2 separate regions of the Oryzias latipes genome follow, and region 2 is linked to region 1. Evidence: chromatin contacts called from public Hi-C data. All regions are on one chromosome and are shown on one strand. Each heading gives the region's core, a stretch centred on a gene start, on an enhancer-like site or on the middle of the called end of the contact. The rest is flanking DNA. Distances are from core to core; before and after follow the strand shown.

Evidence for each region. Hi-C and Micro-C count contacts between places; a contact is called where the count stands out from the background.
Region 2: a contact with region 1 is called in a Hi-C map of embryo, with 2.3 times the contacts expected there. The contact joins the promoter of chrm2 here to the promoter of LOC101163538 in region 1. A contact is called at or near these places in 2 of 5 Hi-C or Micro-C datasets (embryo and fibroblasts).

Annotation. Positions count from the first base shown.
Region 1 is chr23:18,401,304-18,408,513 of ASM223467v1, reverse strand. LOC101163538 (protein FAM180A-like) reads left to right here and starts at 2,075. Exons shown (of 3, transcript XM_020714279.2): 1 at 2,075-2,277; 2 at 5,386-5,483; 3 at 6,413-7,092. The coding sequence starts at 2,220. The coding sequence ends at 6,763.
Region 2 is chr23:18,625,340-18,632,853 of ASM223467v1, reverse strand. chrm2 (muscarinic acetylcholine receptor M2) reads right to left here and starts at 4,473. Exons shown (of 3, transcript XR_002293045.2): 1 at 4,303-4,473.

The DNA.
Region 1 (7,210 bases), core at 826-3,325:
CTAAATAATTATGTTTTTATATTTCTACACATTACTTATTTTCAAGGCAGCGGATTTCACAAAACTAACTGTGTTAGTTGAAACCTGTATATATTTCACACATTTTGAAAGTTTGAGGTTGTTTTAAATTTGTCCCATTAAAAACTAAGTGATTAAAAAAGTATTGATTGTATTGTTTTATATCCAACAAGCTCCTAAAGTTTGTATATTTTGTAGCTTTTTTTTTTTTTTTAAACAAAAGCAATTTTTTTTTTGTCCGTGAACGCCTCATGTTCAGTTGCTTACATACCGTTCTCCCGCCAGATTGTTTTTTTTGTGTGTGTGTGTGAGTATTTTTATTTCATGAATTGTCAGAAAATCGACCAAAAGAGCTGAAGTCAAAGCACCTTCAACATGCTTTTATATGCTTTGACACCAGAAGGACAACCTTGTATTTATTGAGCAGGTTCTTGAGGCAATAGAACAAAAAAAGCTGCGGAGGAACGGCGGTCTTGACATCCTTTAATCCTGATGCTTTGAGAGCATTGCTGCAGCCTCCATCAGTCTCAGTCTGGTTATCATTTGAAGTCTTTCTGCATGCGGTCAGACGTCCTTGTTTCATTAAATACACCTTAATGGAGAATTTTATGGTACTTTTTTCACAAAGAAAACTCTCTGGCTGAGCTCTTTCTATTTAGCCGAGGTCAGAGACAAAGCTGCAGGTGCTGCCTTTTAAAAGTATCCACGAGTTATTTTAGCTGACTTATGTTTCCTGTTAGTTGAAGTTGTTCTGGAGTTTTTATTTAGCAGAAAAGTATAGAAAAGCTGAAGGAAGAAACACAGATTTTTAGCACATTTTCACTTACTGCTTAGAATGCCTTTGACAGGGTTCGCATAGCCGGCAGTAAGTCAGACCTGTTCCCGGTGCATGTTGGAGCTGGGGTGCCATTTATTGCCGGTTCTGTTGATAGTCTTTATGGACAGAATTAATAGGCCTATCAAGGGGATGGAGGAGGTCCGGTCTGTGGACCACAGGATTTCTTCTCTGCTCTTTGCAGATGATGCCGTCCTGTTGGCTTAATGGAGGCAGGACCTCCAGCACGCGTTGGGGCAGTTTGCAGCCAAGTGTGAAGCTGCTGGGATGAGGGTCAACACCGCCAAGTCTGAGACCATGGTTCTCGACTGGAGAAAAGTAGTTTGGCCTCTCTGGGTGGGTGGAGTGAAGAGTTTAAATATTTTTGGGTCTTGTTCACGAGTGAGGGAAGATCAGAGCATAAGATTGACAGGCAGATTGGTGCAGCATCTGCTGTTATGGTGAAGAGATGGCTGAGCCAGAAAGTGTGTCTCAATTTACCAGTCGATCTTTGTTCCAATACTCATTTATGGTCACGAACTCTGGGTCATGACCGAAAGAACGAGGTCCCGAATACAAGCGGCTGAACCTTAGAGATGGGGCTCAGAGTAGAGCCGCCGTTCCTCCACATCGAGAGGAGCCAGCTGAGGTGGCTCGGGCATCTGGTCCATATACCTCCTGACCTGGAAGATGACATAAAGCTGCACTGAAATGACATGACGGGAGGCAGCCAGGAGCTCTGCCTCAACAAAGAGGGCGCAAGTGAGCTAATGTTTGTTCTTCAGTGGTTGCTAATAAAGTTCAATAGGAGTCAATTGTTTTGTTTTTCTTTGGCTGAAAAATGGTGGATGTGATATCATTAAAACATTTCTCAAAGTTGGGCTTTTAATCAGATAATAACAATAATAATAATAATAATAATAATAATAATAATAATAATAATAATAATAATAATAATAATAATAATAATAATAATAATAATAATAATAATAATAATAATAACAATAAAATCTCCACTTTTTCTTGTTTGGTTGTAAAAGTCACAGAGCTTTCAAATTCAAGAAACTGAATTTTTAAAGTCTGATGCTCTTTTGAGAAAGGAAAAGGTTAATTCTAGCACATGGGAAGCTGTTGGGCTTGGCCAGTCTTTTATTTACTTTATTAACCAGTTATGCGTTCAGAGTCCAGAAAAATCATCCAGCAAGTGAACCAGTCCACCAAGCAAGCAGTCATCCATCCAGCAGATGTCAGAAGAGTCCAACCAGCGGGGGAGGCGTTCTCCAAAGTTCTAATGATTCCCAGATGGAAGTCCAGACAGTCTGGCCTGACCTTAAGAAAGCACACACTAAGAAAATAAAAGCTTGAAAGAGAAGGAACGTGAGATGGGATGGATGGAGGGAGGAGACAAAAAGGAAGAAACAATCCAGCTCATTTAGCTACTGCAGGTCTGTCAGACGTGAGAAACCGTTGATGGTGTGATTGTCTTTACAACCACTTTTAAGCTAAATTGACGAGATTTGTGTGAGGAGGCATGTGCACCCATGTGACTCTGAGGGGGGTTCTGCTGGCCCTTCTGCTCCTGCAGGCAGCCACTCAGCACCACAGGAAAGGTAAGAGAATGCACCTGCCGTTGAAACCAACGCCTCACGATAACATGTTCCACTGAAAACATCCATTTCAAAAGTTCTGAGATGTTTTTTGCTTTGATGGAAAACGTCTCATAATAGCTCAGAGTAGCGATATGGTTGGCCTACATGGAGGTTTGGTCATGATCAGAGCTTGGAAAGAATGTGTTTATCTTCTGGGCTTGTGAGGAGCACGTGACCTGCAGGACTTCATCAGATATTAATGGACTAAGAAGTGACTGAGTTCTTATTACTGGATCCGCACATTGAGAAAATTGCTCTTCTGACGCTAAAACAATCTCCAAACTTTGAAAAAAAGAAGAATTTTGCACCATATACATCTCAAGATTTAGTCCATCTTTGTATACAACTAATGCATGCCTGCTTTTGCTCTAGTAAGGCGGTTAAAAGTTGCTGAAGCTCTTCTCATTTTGCAACTTTGGGAAGGTAAAGATTTGGATTTTTCCTTTTTGGTCTTCTGTTTATTTATTGGTCTCATAATATGAATAATAGTCACAGTATCATTTCACTTCTTCAGTTAACCCACATGCCTGTATTTTGGTTTGCAGTCACAAGCAATAAATATTATTTATTTTCGGAATTTTCATCCAAACCCCAGTTAATCACACAGAATAACAGTTGAACACAGTGGAAAAACGCACAACTGTGGTGCATCAGACAAGGATTCCTGTGACGGAAGAGTGCAGCAGCAACACCACCTTAGGCAACAATGTTAACAATAAAACTGAACACAAACTAGACAAAAAAAAAACAACCTGAAAACCTGGACAGACACTCAAAAACAAAACAAAAAACTTAAACTCTCCACAGAACTTTCTCCTATGAGAAAAAAATCCAGCTCTTTTCTGAGTAACAGATGAATGTCTAAACTGGTTACTTTATCTGTGCGTTTCACTTCCATCAGCTAAAGGTCACTTTCTAGAGGTTAATGCTAATAACTATGACTTTTTTGCCTAATTCTTAATGGATAACGGCAATGTTCAGAAATTTTTAAAACAGGGATAAGGCAGAGCAAAAAGCTGGTCCATACGCTCAGATTTTGCTCTGTAAGAAAAAGGTCAAATTCCAGTGTTTCTGAACCATAAGGCAATCTTAAAATCCTTTCATTTCCTCAAAAATCAACAGTACCCCTTACAATCAGGCCCGCCTTATGTTTGAAGTTTGGTAGGGCTTACTGACCTGGAACGAATTTTCTGCGGCACTTGGCACTCAATGTTCTGAAACAACTTTGGAGCGTTTTGCGTGCCCAGAATTAATACATTAATAGCTCCTAACTGGATCTGTTAATGCAAAGGGATGGGCCTGACAATGTCTCAATTTAATACAAATATCAATTAAGACATTAATTTCAAGGTTGAATTTCACTCTGTGCAAAGAGTTACCAAAGCCATTTAACTAAAACAAAGGCTGAAGAAAGTACTTCATTAAAGCTTCAGTCAAATGCAGTGTTGGGAATCTCACTTTTCAAAAAGTAATTAGCTATTGTTACTTGTTACTTCGCCCAAAAAGTACTTGAGCCAGTAAATGATTTGGGTGGTCCCAGGAGCTAACCTGTCAGGTAGAGTCTCCCATGGCAGACAGGTCCTGGGTGACGAGCCAGACAAAGAGTGGTTCAGCACCGCTTTCATGAGAATTACAAGGCATGATACCACTACGCAGCTCGGAGTAGCATCACTGGGGCCCCACTCTGGAGCAAGGCAAGTGGTTGGTGAATCTCAGTGTATTTGACCCTGGGATGGGATTGGTGACCGTTTACCCCACCTTCATCCTTAAGTAGCTGAGGCTCCAGTATTCCCCTGACACCAAAGGGGTATAGTGGATGGATGGTGTAAGATGGAAAAATGGGCTCTACATACCATTATCAGGTCCACACCTGAACCTGCAACTTCACACGTGAGACTTTAAAAAAAAAAAAAAAAACTAGTTATCACCAACCATGACAAAAAAGAAGATTCGAAAAAACCAAAATAGCTGATTTTAAAAATCGGCACCACTTAACCCTTTTGTCATCAGAGCTCTAGCTCCAATGTTGACAACCTTAACTTATTAATTGTTTACGTAATAACGTGATTTCAGCTAATTCTGAAGAGGAGAAAAAGTTGCATGATATGCTACAATTTACCACCATCCGAATAGTGTATGAAACATTTCAGGAAGAAAGACGAGTCATCCAGATGTCACAACTCAAATTGAAGACAAAATCATGGATTAAATCCAAACTTGATCTCAGATTTAATCGTCTAGGGGATCTCATCATGTTTTGGTTTCCATTTGGAAGTGGTTTAAATTAATAACGGAAGGCCTAAACGTGATTGAAAGGTCAGAAAGAAATTCTGATTTAATAAAAAGAGTCAGTGCTGGGTTGATAAAGAAATGTGGTGTAAAACGAGTTCTCCTCCGAGTCCCTCAACAGCTAAGATTTCAATCCGTCACTGTGGTTTCTTAAAAATGTTATCTTTTTGTACTAAAACCGGGATCTGCCTCTTTTTTTCCTTGTTTTCGCTGGTTCTTCAACAGAGTTTGCAGTCAGTTTTATGCTTTTAGTTCTGCTCAGATGTCGTCTCCTGAAACCAGGCGGTCCAAATGAAACAGCAGAAGTGAAGACGTGTGAATTTGACATCATGGAAATGAGGCAGCAGCTGTTTCATTTTGGTTGTATTTGGTCAAAACAAGATTGCCGTGTCGCGAATGAAGGAAATCAGGCAGGTTCCATTGGTGAACACATGCGCTTGCTGCACCATCTGTGGAGCAGGTCAGGGACCCCCGATTACAGCCGGCGTTTTATTTGAGCTGTAATGACTTAGTGTTGCCCCGCCCGCATGCCGGCACCACAGAACAATGGTCCACCCCAATTACTCAAATGCAAGAAGGCTAATCTAATCCAATTCCCTCTTCTCTGTGTTCCAGCTCTGTATCCATCTGCACACAGGGTAAAGCGTGGGACACATGCACTTCTCAATCCCACCTTCCAGCTCCCAGGGGATGATGGGAATCTGCTTTTTGAGGTGCCTTAGCACGTTTGAGAGGACTCTGCTCTTCACATTTAAGCATTTTTGTGAAAACAGTTTAAAATTTGGAGATAAATGAGCCTATTCTTTACACTCATTTATTTTTCATTCGATAAAAAATAAAATGCGTCAGAGTTCTGTAGATTGCTGGGAGTACCAGTCAGTCTCGCTTCAGGTTTCCAATGGCCAGTTCGAAAGACTCAACCAACAACTAGAGACCAGTCTAAGGATGCTAAGTTCCTCTGACTCCTCCTCCTGGTCTCGAAATGTGATTTGGGCAGAGTTTGCTCACAATTCTCTGCCCTTTTGAGGTTGTTAATGGGCTTCTACCTCCTGTGTTATGTTTCCCTGGAAAGTACTGTGTTTGTCCCTTTGGAGAAAAGCTCGTCAAGTTCAAGTCAGAACCGTGGATTCCTACAGGCGTCATGCTAACAAGCATCAGAAACCTGCTCCCAGTTATAGAGCTGGTCAGAAAGTGTGGCTGTCCACCTCTGGCCTTCCCCTTTGTGTGGACAACAAGAAACTGGCTCCTTGCTTAGTTGGACCCTGCTCTGTAGCAGGACTCATTAACCCCTTCATCTGTGAGACTTGGATTACCCAGGCCCATGCTGTTTTCTTCGTATTTAAAACTAAATTATTCGTTTTTTTTCTTATTCTCGACGCATTTAAGACTTTATTGACACACTTGACTTAAGCTCCATGCCTTTTTACAAGGAAATCAATTTATTTATTTATTTATTTATTTTTTGCAAGTAATTAATTCAAATAAAGTGAGTTTAAAAGGGTTTGAAATCACAAAATGATTCATTATTTTTATTAAATTAAATGTTAGTTTTGATGAGTTTGTATGTCTAGAAACATTTATCTAAAAACGTTTGATTAGATTTCAAAAAAGTGTTAAACTCGAGCGTCTGTGGTTGCTGCAGATCCTTCTGGCTGGGATGCACATCCAAGCGGAAACCCTGCTGATCCCAGACGAGGAGCTGGCCTCCATGAGGAGGGTTGAAAAGCTAGAGGTCATCTGTGAGGACGTCCTGCCCAAGAAGCTCTCCGACATCCGACGCCTGATTGATGATCTGACCCGGCGGCGGAAGCGTCTGAGCTGGCCGGACTTTGAGAAAACGGTGCTAACTTTGGTTTATGTTTCTCAGACTGCGGCTCAAATCACCAACAGGCTGCAGAAGGAGGTGTGGGCTGACGCCCTGATGAAGCTCTTTGGAGCCATTCGGAGAGACCTCCAACCTGTCAAGCAGGAGGTTCATGATGCTCATCAATGATTTCCAACTCCCATAGTTTGCTTCCAATTAGTTTCTTCTTTCTAATTGGGCGTGCTGCTTGTTGTGATGTTCTACAAAACAAAAACTACATTTTTTATGCAGATCATTTTTCAGATATTTTGCTTTTTAAAAGGGACAATTGTTTTCTATAAACAACTTGTTGATATGGTATCTGTTAAGCATATATAAAGTGCAAAATACCACACATTAGAGAACTACACTTGGAAAATGTTTGAAGTGTAAAAAGACATCAGTTTTTAACAAAACAAGTCAGTTTTATTTTTTTATTTACTGTTTTTATTTGTAATGGGCAATAAAAGAAATAATAGGTGAATTACAAAAATAAAAAAAGCAGTAATATCAAATAAAATATGCTCTTGGACAGAAAAAAAATCCTTTCATGCCTCGTTTAGTAAGATTTTTTAAGCCAAATATTTGATAGGCCAA
Region 2 (7,514 bases), core at 3,224-5,723, 220 kb before region 1:
TTTTTTATAAATGTGAAGATCAACTACACTACCTACTAGTAGGTCTAGTCTTGTGACACAAGAGGTCTTTTATTTGGTTATTTTGAAAAGAAGTCATGTGAACGTCCGTCAAAAGTTATTGTACATTTTGAAAAAAGGGCTATGTTCTATTTACGATTGTTTTTTTTTATGTTAAAACGTTTTTCTTTTTTATGTATCTTAATATTAACAATAACAAATACAAACTTGTGTTTTATTTTTTCAAAAAATGAAATAAGACTTTGTGAACCACAAAGGTTCCTATTGGGTTGTGGAAATCGACCTGAACGGCTCTTTAACTATTGAGGTTGCAAACCTCTGCTTGGATTAGAGTTGGATGTAACAGTTTCCTGTGAATATGAAGCAAAGACTCAGGTATGCATTCTCAGGAAAAAAATAGTTTTAAAGTCTTTTAGTCAATTGTCACTTCAGACACACAAATACATTTTTAAAATGGAGAAAAATGATTACATATTCCCCCTCACCACCCTTTAAATGCGGTGACTATGTTTGTTGTTGCTGGTGGACAGACATTTTTTATTAATCCAGGTTTGTATTGGAGTGTGTGTGTGTGGGGAGTTGGGGGGGGGGGGGGGGGGGGGGGGGGCATGACCTGAACCACTCGAATCACTTTCATTACACTTCTGCCCTTGCTGGGAAAATGACAACAAGTCTTCTTTCGGTGTGCTTAACCTGCCGCTTAATTGAGCAGCGGCGAATTATACTTCAACACTGAGCGCCATCAGAAAACAATTGAGCGTCTCAGATGTGGAAGTCTTAAAGCTGCACCCATCGAGTTTTGTCATCCATATTCTCAGTCAAATGAAATACGAGTCCACTCGGACGGCAGTCAGCAGGACCTGGAGAATTGGTTTCATAAAGCAGATTTTATGAGCAATTACAGTGTCACGGGGAATCATTTGGGTGTTGATGAAATACACGTACTCATGGCTGTAAGTCGTTCCAGCTCCACTCATTCTAAGTCTTTTGTTACGAATGCAATTATTGCTTTTCTTTCTTTCATCTATCTCCCCGCGTCTGTCAGATAAGGACCTTAAGGAGGATTCGCAGTCCCTGCAATCCTTTCCAGTCGATGCCACTTGGTGCTGTGGGTTTAGTGGCACTTCATAATATAAAGCTCTGCAATCACTCCGTATCTGATATGGGCTCAGGAAAGAGGCCGTTTGTCCTTCCAGCCGAGGACACTGGATAAAGTAAGAAAATTCCACACCGAGTCCAGAATTTGATCAACATGTGAATCCCATGCTTTCCCATGTGAGCCATTTTCCCCCGGTTATGTAAAAGCCCCTTAAAAACATCTCCTATTTCATCTCTCCCACGAAAATTTCACATCACAAGCCATTGTTTTTCCCTCTTCTCAGTGAAACCTTTCAGCACAGAGTCGATACTTCACAGACATCCCGGCGCATCCGTGTGGAGCAAAAATAGCATATTAATTGTGCAAAAAGAAAAAAATTGAGTGTAATGACAAGAAAAGCAGCGATTAGAGCAGGAGCTCAGTGCAAATAGAGAAGCCTAGTGAGCTTGAATGCATGATAATTAGACATTCCTTTCTCTGTGTGCCAGATACACAGATTGACTAATGTGCAGCCTCTCTACAGCAGAGACGTCTGTGCTGACGGAATGAAAAAAAATAAAAACTTTACTTTCCCCTCTGCTTAAAAAAAATTAAAATGACAACCACTGCAGGCAAAAACATATTCAACCAGGGAAGGTAAAAGCTTTTTTCTTTATGTTCTGGCTGTTAAATGTGACAAAAAGGTGAGAAATAATTTTCTTTGGACAAACTATGACTACGCTATCATTTAATAAACTCCAATAGTGCCCAAATGTGTCCATAGGGGGCAGCACGTTACCCTGAATGTTAAAGAAATCTTTGAAACAGCAGAAAATATTCACTTCTTCAAACAACACCAGCATTTCTGCTCAACTGAGAGCCAAGCTCAATAAATCAATGCATGCCATTAGACATGCTCTCTGACACCACATAATGTGTAATAATCTGTCATTACTGCATCTCTGATCAAATATTAGTGCAGCAGTGATTGCCCTGCAGAAGTGAAACAAAAGATAAATAAATAACAAGGATGCAAACCTCATCCATCAACGTCATCAGGGCGTCAGACAGTTTGACGAGAGGAGAGCGACAGCAACAAGTCTTCAAACTTCTTGTGATGGAGAGAGCAGCGGTGCAGCCTTTTGCAAAATGGGCTGCAACATCCTGATAGGAATGATTTTATGAGCTGGGAAATGTCAGTCAAAGGTTTGATCGTTTGCATGGATGCAAATGTTTGCCAAATGCCACGACAGCAGCAAAATGAGGAGGAGGAATGAGAACTCACTGGAAGTTTGGAGAAATGTGGGTAAAAATTGAGGCACAACGTTCATTTTGTGCATTAAAAATAATGCGAATTCCAAGTTTAAACTTTACCCTTAACCATATTAAAGACTTTTGATCGTATTTTTATATTTAAAATGCATCTGTGTTTGTCATTATTTTAAATTAAACTCCTTAAAAAGCCATGTTTACTTTGATCTGGAGATTTTCAAAGAAAGTTTCTGTTTAATGTGAAAAAAGACAACAAACCCATAAAAATAATAAAAAGACCAGTCTGCATTTGTATTTTTTATCGACTATATTTTATTTGCACGGATAAATTAAGAGACTTTGACAGAGTGCACAACCATATACCTTAAAATACAGGTTTTGTGCGTTTACTACCACCAATATTGAGCCAACTCTGCAGGCTTAATCAAGGTCAAGCGCTCATTGTTGCAGGGAAAGAAGGATTTTATACCTTCCCCCCTTGGTGACACTTTTTTTAACAAGTCCTCAAAAAGAAAAAAGAGGGGGGAAATCTGATAAACTGGAAAACTCATTCACAAAATGGTTTGCTCCCCTGTCTGCAGTTAGTCTGTCCATCACACTTGAACCCACTTCCACGCAGCCCAACTTTCCCCAAATTAATATAAAAGTAAATGAAACGTTCACAAACTTGAGTAAATCTCCAGCCGTCACACATCGGGCTGTTCTGATTCATCTAGCCAAAAGATGGAAAATTTCAGAAGTGCGCTCCTCCACCTCCACCACCACCACCACCACCTCACACAGACACCATTAAAGCGATGTAACGGAAATTACCATATTGATTAAAAAAGTGCAATGAGCTGAGCTGAAAGAAATGATAAGGTCTGATTGATTAAGAATCCAGCTTTACCTCCAAAACACCCCCCCCCCCCACACACACACACAATATCCTCCCTGCGTCACCCAAAGCATCATGTGAAGGATCTGCTTGTGTGCGTACATGCGTGCGCATTTGTGTGTGTAGAAAAAATGAATAGGACCCGCAGTTGGACTTAGGTCTGTTGCGCTTTTACGCATGCCTGGAACAGTTGCGACGCAAAACGGTGCGTTAGTGCTATGCTGAAGGAGCGTTGAGGCGAAAGTAACAGCATGTTTCTGATCGACCACTGAGGAAAACGCCGTTGGGCAAATTAGATCGAATTGAAAAACTGTTTAGGAGCTGGATGTGCGCCTTCTTCCATGGTAAATATTGAAACAGTAAACTAAAATGCATCAATATTTACTTGTTTCTCATGATCAAGTAGAAATGAGTTTTGGAAAATGTTAATTCAAAACTCAAAGATGCTCCCTGAACAAAAAGATTTCTATCCAACATTTTTCTTTAAAATGCGTAAAACTACATGAATTCAAAAGGTCTTGGATGAATGCGTGCTAAGATTTGAATGAGAAAGCGCGCGGCGTTGAGCGCAGCGGCTCCGTTCAGAATGCACGACGGCGAGGCTGGCTTTGCTTCCACTAGTGTGCGCCTTGTGGCACAATCGGATGAGGATCCAGCGATAAATATTTAATTGTCTTCGTGATCAAATGTACCCACAGAACAGACGGGGATACTGCCAACTTGTGTGCTTTTCCAGCTGTTTTTCGTTCACGAAAATCACTTTTACGCTCGCAAATGTCCATATGGGGGCTTTTTACGCACGGGAGAATCATTAATACAGGTACACCTACGATTATAGCGAGAGTCCACTAATTAACAGGTTCAACTCCACTTAACATTGTCAAATTATCTTTAAACGTTGACTGCTTTCACTTCAAAATAAGCCCTCAGTCTCTTAATTTGACAGCTTTGGTTTCCATTTAAACAAATATACTTGATAGAGCAGAGGTGTGCGCAGCAAATTGCTCGTATCATGTAGACGAGAGGAGGGATAAAGCATCCAGGTGAAGGGGCTTACCTGTACTTGCGCTGCGCTGGCGGCGTCTTTTGGTCCGCTTCATCGCACCGCGGCTGCACGTCTGAGGACATGCTACCGCAGACGAGCTTTGGAGACGAGAAGCGCTCCGACTGAGAGCGGGGAAGGGGAGGGGGGTTGGAAGGGGGCGAGGAGGACGGATATAGCGACAGAGGAGCAGTGAGAGGCTTCAAGAAGTCAGCTGGCTTTTCTACCATCATGAGTTATTTGCCCCTTTTCAATCCATAATTTGCAACAACACATATATTAAAAAAAAGATTAAAAAAAGCTGCCAGAAGGCAAATCTTTGAATGGCGTACACTTGATCAACTAACGGCTACACCAAGAGAAACAGACCCAGAACAGTCTCATTGCAGAGGAAATCTTGTATATGCAGCTTTGTCGTCCTATTTTTAAGTGTCTAAACTTGTTTTGGTACTGACTGAGTCCGAGCTTATTTCAAACCACAAAACAAAAGATTTGTACTCTGCTTTTAGCACCAAAGAAATCTAATGAATGTATTTAAAATCTTCAAAAATTAAAATAAAATCCACTTAAACACGGCAATAAGCTTGAGAACTATTTAATTCTAATGATTTTTAGCATCAAGTGGTGTCTTTTTTAAAGAAAAAACTTAAAATAATTGACAGAAACCACACAAAAACAATATTTTGGTTCATTTTCTGCTCTGAACGCAGCTTGATTTAACTGACCTGCACTAAGTCAGGTTCCCTACCTCATCAATAGAGTTTCTCTTCACTTACAGTATATAATTTTAGCTGCTGGTGTTGAAGGTTTGGACATTTTCCTCACATCCCTTAGTCAACACAAAAAGAAAACTATAGGGAGGATGTTTTACTGACATCTACTGGAGAAGCAGTCCGGAATAGTACTTTACTTTGTGTTGATTTTTGTAAAAATTCAGCACATCTAACTCCAGAGGGGGCGTTAGACGGCAGAAAAACCAAAGTAAATTGTATAAAATTTGATCATTTACAAAACGTTTGATAGAGTGCATATCATGGGAGGAGGTGCAGATATGGAAAGATGAAGAAGAGCAGAGGCTGTTTTTAGTAAGTTCCTCTCAAGAAGAGGCTAAATCTTCACATAACATGGTTTTTGCATATTTTACAGATTTTAGATTAAAAAAAACTAAATAATGGAACATAAAATGCTTTTGCAAATGGATCAATACAGGTTTCAAAAACAAGGAATATTTGGAAAACTGGACAAATTTGATGCTGTAAAAATGTATTTCACACTATAAACTGAACACTTTGAAGTGGAGCTGAACCCCCATCTTCTCATGCCCCTAAATAGCCCCTTGTCTCAACACGTCAGCCTGAATCAGCACAGATTTCAACCGTATTGAGTGGCAGTGGTTTAGGTTTTAGAAACATGCCACTGTTGAATTATTTAACAATGTGGCTCCTGTAGCAACTGAGGCGTTGGTGTGGTGAGATGCAGCTAGGTTGCATTATAAAGCAGGCATATGAAATAGGGACACGAAGCCGACGTTGTTCTCATCTGCCGACAGTTGTCAGACACGGTTTGACATGTTTTAACTTGGTGAGCATTCGGCATTAATAGGGCACACAAATGCTGCAGGTGATACAGAGACTTGTAAACCTTCCAACATCACCAAATAAATAAATAAACACATTGACAGTCAAAAACACCCACCACATGCTATAGTTACTCACAATACATCGGCAGCACATGACTCACAGTATGGGCGCACATGCTGTTCTTTGAGTTTGAGTGTTTGTACTGAAAACCGATGGATGTAGCCCTGCATGCATGCACACCTGGGTTATGCTGATGAACAGCAGAGCCTCAAAGGCCAGCTTGAGTGCACCGCAATTAGTTACAGAAAATCGCAGTTATAATGGACCCGCTTTTGCCAAATTAAGGGAGACACAGTGAACAAAGAGTCATCTAATGCACTATCATGGAAATGCAAAATACATTTCGTATGTGCATATGTAAAATGCGGCACTAATGTACTTTTCTTTTGTGAAATTACGTCAGTATCTCCTCTGATTAAAGTAAACTGGATAGAAAACTTGCAAATTTAGATTTATAGTTTTGAAAAGTTAATCACCAACACAGCAGGATTTAGCTCAGCTGTCAAGATGAAATTAAAACAAAGAACAGATGCAATATTGGTAAATATTGGTACTTAAGTATAGAATTTGGGATAAAAAAAGTTTCATTTCACATTTGTAAATCCCTAAAATTTAATGGTAAACAATCTTACCTTATTGTAAAATTTAAAATGGCTATGTAAATTCAATTAACTTGTCCAAATCTCATCTCACTTGGTCAAAAATTTTAAATTTAAGTGGCAAGCAAATAATGTGACTGTCTGTATTCTTTATTTTTGTAAGTTAGAGTGTAAACAAACATGAAAAGGGGTTTTAATGGAAGTTTGAATGACAAAGCCGCATTGCAGATGCGTGAATTCCATTTCTGTAACGTGGATTCAAATCTTTAGTGACATTTTTAAATGTAATCAGAAATCTACATGCTGTGCAAGTTCAGTGGGATTTTTAAATCAACAGATTGCTCTTTGTAAATCTTACTGCAGTTTTTTTTTTGTTTTAGGCATGAGCTTGCAAGTCTTTTTTCTTTACGACTGAGAAATATTCTTATAAATCCATTCAGAAAAACCTTTCAAGCAAACTGTTTTTTCTTTTCTTAAATTTTAAAAAGTTTAAGCTTCGGTTTCAATGTCATGTGTAACTTTTTTCTTTAACCTCTTAAGACCTGAGTTTCTGTTTGATGTGCCATTTTTATTCTTTATTTTTTAGGCTTTAATACAACCCACAATGTGATGTTCACTCATGTAAACGTCAGGTCTTAAGGAGGTTAAAAAAAAAAAATCAATTGGGAATTAAAAGACTGTTTATTGGAGATGGTTAAGCTGAAATGTGAGAGATGTTGTGTTGTTCAGTCAGGTTTATGGGCTGCAAGAGGGGCAAGGTTGTCTTAATCAACTTTGGCAAGTCACTGACACGCTGCTCCCACAGTCCTCTCAGGAGAAGCAGAACAAAAGACAAAGCTGGAGCGAAAGGAGGCAGCAGAAGGAGAAACACAACAAGCTCAAATCAATAGAGAGACGATGGGAGATCCAAACAACTGTCACAACAATTTGATGTCCTTGCTAATTAGCCATCCTCATGAATCAGCAAGCAAAAGACAACATCATTATT